Regions from separate parts of the Sus scrofa genome. Here region 1 is linked to region 2. Evidence: chromatin contacts called from public Hi-C data. All regions are on one chromosome and are shown on one strand. Each heading gives the region's core, a stretch centred on a gene start, on an enhancer-like site or on the middle of the called end of the contact. The rest is flanking DNA. Distances are from core to core; before and after follow the strand shown.

Evidence for each region. Hi-C and Micro-C count contacts between places; a contact is called where the count stands out from the background.
Region 1: a Hi-C map of liver shows a contact between it and region 2, with 5 times the contacts expected there. The contact joins the promoter of LOC110255939 here to the promoter of LRRC45 in region 2. A contact is called at or near these places in 3 of 47 Hi-C or Micro-C datasets (liver, mesenteric adipose tissue and subcutaneous adipose tissue) and 1 of 2 datasets of contacts at active chromatin or transcription factors (alveolar macrophages).

The regions. Positions count from the first base shown.
Region 1 is chr12:1,156,612-1,159,409 of Sscrofa11.1, reverse strand. It overlaps LOC110255939, which reads right to left and starts at 1,361. Exons shown (of 8, transcript XR_002336926.1): 1 at 650-1,361. It overlaps GCGR (glucagon receptor), which reads left to right and starts at 2,176. Exons shown (of 14, transcript XM_021066445.1): 1 at 2,176-2,403.
Region 2 is chr12:989,916-992,780 of Sscrofa11.1, reverse strand. It overlaps LRRC45 (leucine-rich repeat-containing protein 45), which reads left to right and starts at 1,270. Exons shown (of 17, transcript XM_021066372.1): 1 at 1,270-1,921; 2 at 2,371-2,432; 3 at 2,786-2,856. The coding sequence starts at 1,702. It overlaps CENPX (centromere protein X), which reads right to left and starts at 1,163. Exons shown (of 4, transcript XM_021066397.1): 1 at 1,031-1,163. The coding sequence starts at 1,060.

The sequences.
Region 1 (2,798 bases), core at 112-2,611, 170 kb before region 2:
CTGAAGATCACACAGCCGGGAGGAGCTTCCCAGCGGCTCAGATCTGCCCCGCCTTCCAGCGAGAACCTGGGGCTTCTTCTCCAGCCACCCAGAGCAGGCCCATTCCCCCCCCACAGGCTGAAGCTGGCCAAGATCACAGCAAGATCCCAAGGTCACAAGCTTGGGGAGAGAGTAGGGGGCACCTACCCAGATCTGTGCTGCCCACTCGGGTGCCCTGCCCTAGAGAGGTGGGAGGCGAGCTGGAAGAAGGGCGCGAGGAGAGGAGTTCCGTCGTGGCGCAGTGGTGAACGAATCCGACTGGGAACCATGAGGTTTTGGGTTCGATCCCTGCCCTTGCTCAGTGGGTTAAGGATCTGGGGTTGCTGTGAGCTGTGGTGTAGGTCGCAGACGAGGCTCAGATCCCGCACTGCTGTGGCTGTGGCGTAGGCCGGAGGCTACCACTCCGATTAGACCCCTAGCCTGGGAACCTCCATATGCCACAGGCATGATCCTAAGAAGACAAAAAACAAACAAACAAACAAAAGAAGGGTGCGAGGGGAGGGGAGAGGAGGGTGGAGGACGAGGGTCCCTGGGCACCAGTGTCAGAAAGCTACCCCCACCCCCAGCACCTGTGCAAGCAGAGCCAGACGCTCTGACCTTTGCCTCTGACCTTTGCCTTCTGGCCGGTGCCTGAACCACAACAGATAAGCAGCTGTGGGGGCAGGGTTTCAGGTGGGCACGTAAGAATGAGGGTCTCGAGGGCATCCCCAGGACTGCCCGCCTCCTGAGCCTTCAGACAGCAGCAGGGCAGGAACGCGGAGGTCAAGTTACTAAGCGGCAGCTGCCAGAGGGCGTCTCAGGGCACAGGACCACCCTCTGCTCTGGGGGCTGGAGGGTGGGGGAGCCCTGGACGGGTTCCAAGGTCCCCTGAAACAGAAGTAGAGCCGGGAGAAGGGCCCCAAAGACAAAGGTCAGCATCCAACAGGCGGGTAGGGAGGACATTCCAGCGTGACGGCGGCCGGACCGTGGTTGACGGCGGAAGGGTGGCCCAGAGGGAGAGTCGGGGTCTGGTGATGGACTGGCGACCTTAGGACCAGGTGTCCAGCAGGCGCGTGGGCAGAAGAAGTGCATCCGAGAGATGGGAGGGGCTTGAGGGGCTGGGGCTCCGCTGGGGCCCTGGGCACGTGGCCGGGGCACACCAGGAGACCCGCGTGGAACCCTGGGGACTCTTCAAGGGAAAGCAGAGGGCAGTGCACAGAGGAGTGGGAGTGCCAGCCTGGAAGCCACAGCCATGGGAGAACTTTCCAGAAAAAAGTCGCCGGATATTGAAAGGCCAGAAAAGATGAGGCCCCCAAGTATCCACGGAGTCTGGTGACCCTGAGGTCACTGGAGGCTGAGCAAGAGACGTGGGGGGGGGGTAGGGGTGGCAGGAGAGGAAGTGCAAGGGCCTTGGTCCTCAAGCAGCGGTTGAGATGCTGGCTTCGGGCATGAGGGGAGGTGGGCAGAGGAGGGCTCGCGAGGATGGGTCTGGGGGCAGGAGTCTGGGAAGGAGCGGGAGTGGAAGGAGCAGGGCGCCCCCCTTGCAGCACGACCTGCAGTGGAGGTGGTAGGGGGTCGGGCTCTGCGGGGTGCCGGATGAACGATGCTGGAGGGGGCTCAAGGGAGACGACGCGGGACACCTGGGCTTAAAGGGGCAGCCCAGGGGCCGCCCTCCCTGCCTGGCCTGGGCTCCCCACTCCAGTCCAGCCTGCTCTGGACGCGGTGGACGGGTCACCCAGGAGCCACGGTGCGGGGTTAAGTAGGGAATCAGTCCTTCCAGGATTCAGTGCAGCACCGGGGAAAGAAGCGGCGCGGGGCCCAGAGAAGGCGGAGGGAGCGAGACGAAGGCGCGCCGAGGCACAGCCCCCACCCTGCCCCCCTCACCTGTCCCCCCCACCTGTCCATCCAGGGCTCCAGTCCCCGCCGGGAGCTGCAGTGCGCCGTCCGGGGTCCCCCGGGGAGAGCTGCCGAGCGAGCTCTGGGTTGCGGGGCCGGGGGGCCGGCCGGGCGGGAAGGAGGCTGCGAGGCAGGAGCGGGCGCGGGGGCGCGGGCAGCGGCTCCGGGGCGCCGCTCCCCCCCACCCCGCCCCGCGCCCCGGGGCCGCCCCCGCCCCGCCCCCGCCCCCTCCGCGGCGGCCCAGCGTCGCCGCCGGAAAGTTTGCGCGCTGCTGGCGCGGGGCGCGGGCGCGGAGCTGGCGCCGACCCTGATCCGGCAGCGCCGCGGAGACGGGCGGCCGCCAGCCCCCGGCCGAGCGCGCGGAGGACGGCGGGGGGCGCTGAGCGACCGGAGCCGCGCGCGGCGAGCCCTTGGGCCGGACACCGAGGGCATGTTCCCGGCCGCGGGCCGAAGGCGGGAGCGCGGGACCGGCCGGCGCCGACTCTAAGAGTAAGCGGGCGGCCCCGAGGACCCGATTGTCGCCGTCCTCATTCCGATCCGACACCCGGTTCCCACCCCCAGGATGCGCCCTTCCGGCTCGGACCGTCACCCTGGCCCCGCACGTTCGGGAGGGATATGGGTCTGGCCGCTTCCCCGTCCTCTGCCCCTGGGCACGGGGTCGGGGTGCCCGGGGCCGCCGGGCGCTCGGTCCTGCTGCCCCTGTCCGCTCCCTTCTCCTCCATCTAGCACCCCGTTCCCCTACCCCAGCGCATACACAGAACCGCAGAGGCACCCCCAGGGGCGCCGCGGGGTAGGGGTCGCACTGGGCAGCCCGCTCCCTCCTGCTCCCCAAAGCGCGCCAGCAGTGTCCTGGCGAGGTTTCCCCCAAGGGGCCGAGGGGCGTC
Region 2 (2,865 bases), core at 21-2,520:
GCTGCTGAGCAAAGCGGGAGAGCAGCGCGCGTGACGGGGAGCGGAGCTTGCCCCGGCCAGGGCTCAGGAGGGTGAGAGCTTGCAGCAGCCCGTACCTGCGGCAGCGTCGCAGCGGCCTCGCGCACCCTCCCAGAGTGAGCGCGCGAGCTTGGCGCCACCTGCTGGTCCCACCAAGAAAGCCCAGAAGGCCCTGCTGCCCCACTAGATCCCAGACTCCAGGGAAGAGCTGAAAGAGCCAGGCTGCCACCTGGGGAGCAGCTGCTGCACCGGCTTACCCTGACAACTAAAGGAGCCAGCACCAGCTGGGAGAGGGGGGTCCCCAAGCTTGCAAAGGGCAGCATGAGATCTGGGATTTGGTCAGCCTCTGTCTCTCTGTGTGGAGGACCACAACCCCCCACCCCGGCCCCGTGCCCCTCGCCTGGGACAGGCCTGCTCGTGGGTAATGACGGCAACCCCAGCTCTAGCCCGAGGCCTCAGGGCTAGGACTCCAGAGCTGCCCAGGATCCCAAGAAGGAGGCCCAGCCAGTGCTCCCCTCTGCAGCTATTACAGTGCAGGGAGGGCCCAGCCTCAGTGATTTCCCCTTTGACGCATTAACTCCTTCTAGGCCTGGGCAAAGTGGCCATCCAGGGTGAAGAGGGAGAACTCCCCCACTAGGGGCTGGCTGGACAAGGAAGTCCTCACCCAGGTACACAAAGGGCTGCTATCAAAAGCTCAGTGCTTCCTACCCTTAGCGCAGAGCAACAAAGCGAAACCCAGAGACCACTCACAGCCCGAAGGGTTTGGGAACCGAGCCTGCCGGCCTAGCGACCCACCCACTCGGGCCACGGAGGACTAAGTACGCGCGGGATGGGGGTCGTGGCCGATTCTGGGAATGGGCCGACCCTAGAAGGTACCGGCCGGCAGGACGGGGACTGGTTTAGGGCCCACACGTGGCTCACGCAGGGGGCCGGGCCCCGAGCTCGCTCCCAGTGCCTTCCCCGAGCCCCCTAGCCCGTCCCGCTCCGCCCCGCCTCGCAGTCCCTCGCTCACTTTCCGGAAGCCCGTGCCGCTTTCCTCCATGACCGCCGCCAAGTTGTGCGTTCTCAGAAGCCCGGCCCCCGCGCCTCCAGCCAATCGACCCGTAGCGCGCCTTCTGAAGCCTCGCCCCTGCGCCCCCCAGCCAATGGGGTCGCCGCGCGCGCCCACTCCCTCGCCCTAATTGGTCCTAAGCGAGCGCACCGCCCCCGCAAAGCGTCCTGGGAGTCGTAGTTTCCGCCAGGCCTTCCCGGCGCGCCCCGCTCTTCCTGGATACTGAGGGGCACCGCGGCCGCCAGCCCCCGCGGCAAGCGGGCGGGGTTCCTAGGCGCGAGGCCTGGGGCGGGGGCGGGAGCGGCCCCTCCGCTAGACGCCCCGCCCCCGAGAGCATCCTCCTCCCGGATCCTGGGCTTCGGCGACCCCGAGGATCACCCGCCCCCGCCCTCTCGGGGCCTCCCGCCAGTTGAAGCAACTGTTTGCTCCTCATTCCGCGGTTGCTGAGGGCGTAGGGTCTGTGTGCGCCCCCCTGCGCTGTCGGGGGCTCTCCGTAGACCCCAGGGGGAGGCTTACAGCCAGCAAGGACTGGGGCAGGGGAGCAGGAGCCAGCAGCCCACTTCCCCAGCCTCCCCGCCTCCGGGTGAGGCCTGTCTGGGAGCTTTGCCGGAAGCCCCGCCAGCCCTTCCCTCATGGAGGAGCTCCAGCGCGCCTACAGCCGGCTGTGCAAGGAGAGCGGGGCCGAGCCCCAGGAGGCCGTCCTGCAGCGGCTGCACGGGCTGCTGCGGGGCCGGCTGGACCTGGCCACACAGAGCTTGACGCTGGACACCTGCAGGGCTCTGGGCAAGCTGCTGCAGAAGGAGGCGCTGCTGACGGAACTGGTCCTGAGTGACTGCATGCTGAGCGACGAGGGTGGGCACCGACGGACCGCAGTGGCCACAGCAGCCCTTGCAGCTTCGAAGGGCGGGCAGGGGTCGGCGTCCCTGGGCTTGTTTGCCCTGCTGCTCAGCACCCCCAGGCCTTGGTGCTCGGTGGCCCGCCTGTCCTCTTCTTTGGGAGTCTCCCCTTCACTGTAGTCAAAGCAAGCAGCAGCATTCACTCGGGAAACTGGGGAGCATCTCTCTGTAGCGAAAAAACCTTAGCGCCCCCAGCCAGCTGGCTTAGGAGAGTCCGCATGGGGGGGGGTCTGCAGCCGGACTCCGCACCTGCCGCGTGTCAAACCTGACACAGGAGTGGGGCGACTGACTCATTTTTGGCATGAACCCTGGCTGGTCGGGGACCCTCGTCCCTTCCCTCCGTCTGGGGAGCTGCCCCTGATGGAGCCACCAGGAGCGGAGAGTGACTGTCCTGGTCCCTTACAGGAGCCACGATGTTGCTGCAGGGACTGTGTGTCAACACCGTGGTGCGGTTTCTGGATCTAAAGGTGGGTGGATCTGCGCTTAGGGCCCTGCCCCCCGGCCAGGGAGAGTAGCGAAGCTGCAGTTGTCCTGGGGCCCGGGGATCCCGATGGCGGCGAGAGATGGTGTCTGTACGCACTGACTCTCAGTCTCCTGCACGTGTGCCAGTGTTCTGAGGGCAGGAATGTGAGTTCCAGAGCATTCCACAGCAAACCAAGAGCCTGCATCAGGGGGCCACTGTGGTCAGGGAAAGCAGAATCTGAAAGGATTCCGCGCTTCCCGCCCATAGCTCGCTGTGACCTCACCCACTTCCCAATGAGGGTGTTCGGAGCCCGGCCCAGGACTCCAGGAATGACGGGCTGGCCTCTTCCTGTTCTAGGGCAATAACCTTCGCGCTGCAGGAGCTGAGGCTCTGGGAAAACTCCTCCGACAGAACAAGTCCATCCAGAGGTGAGGTGG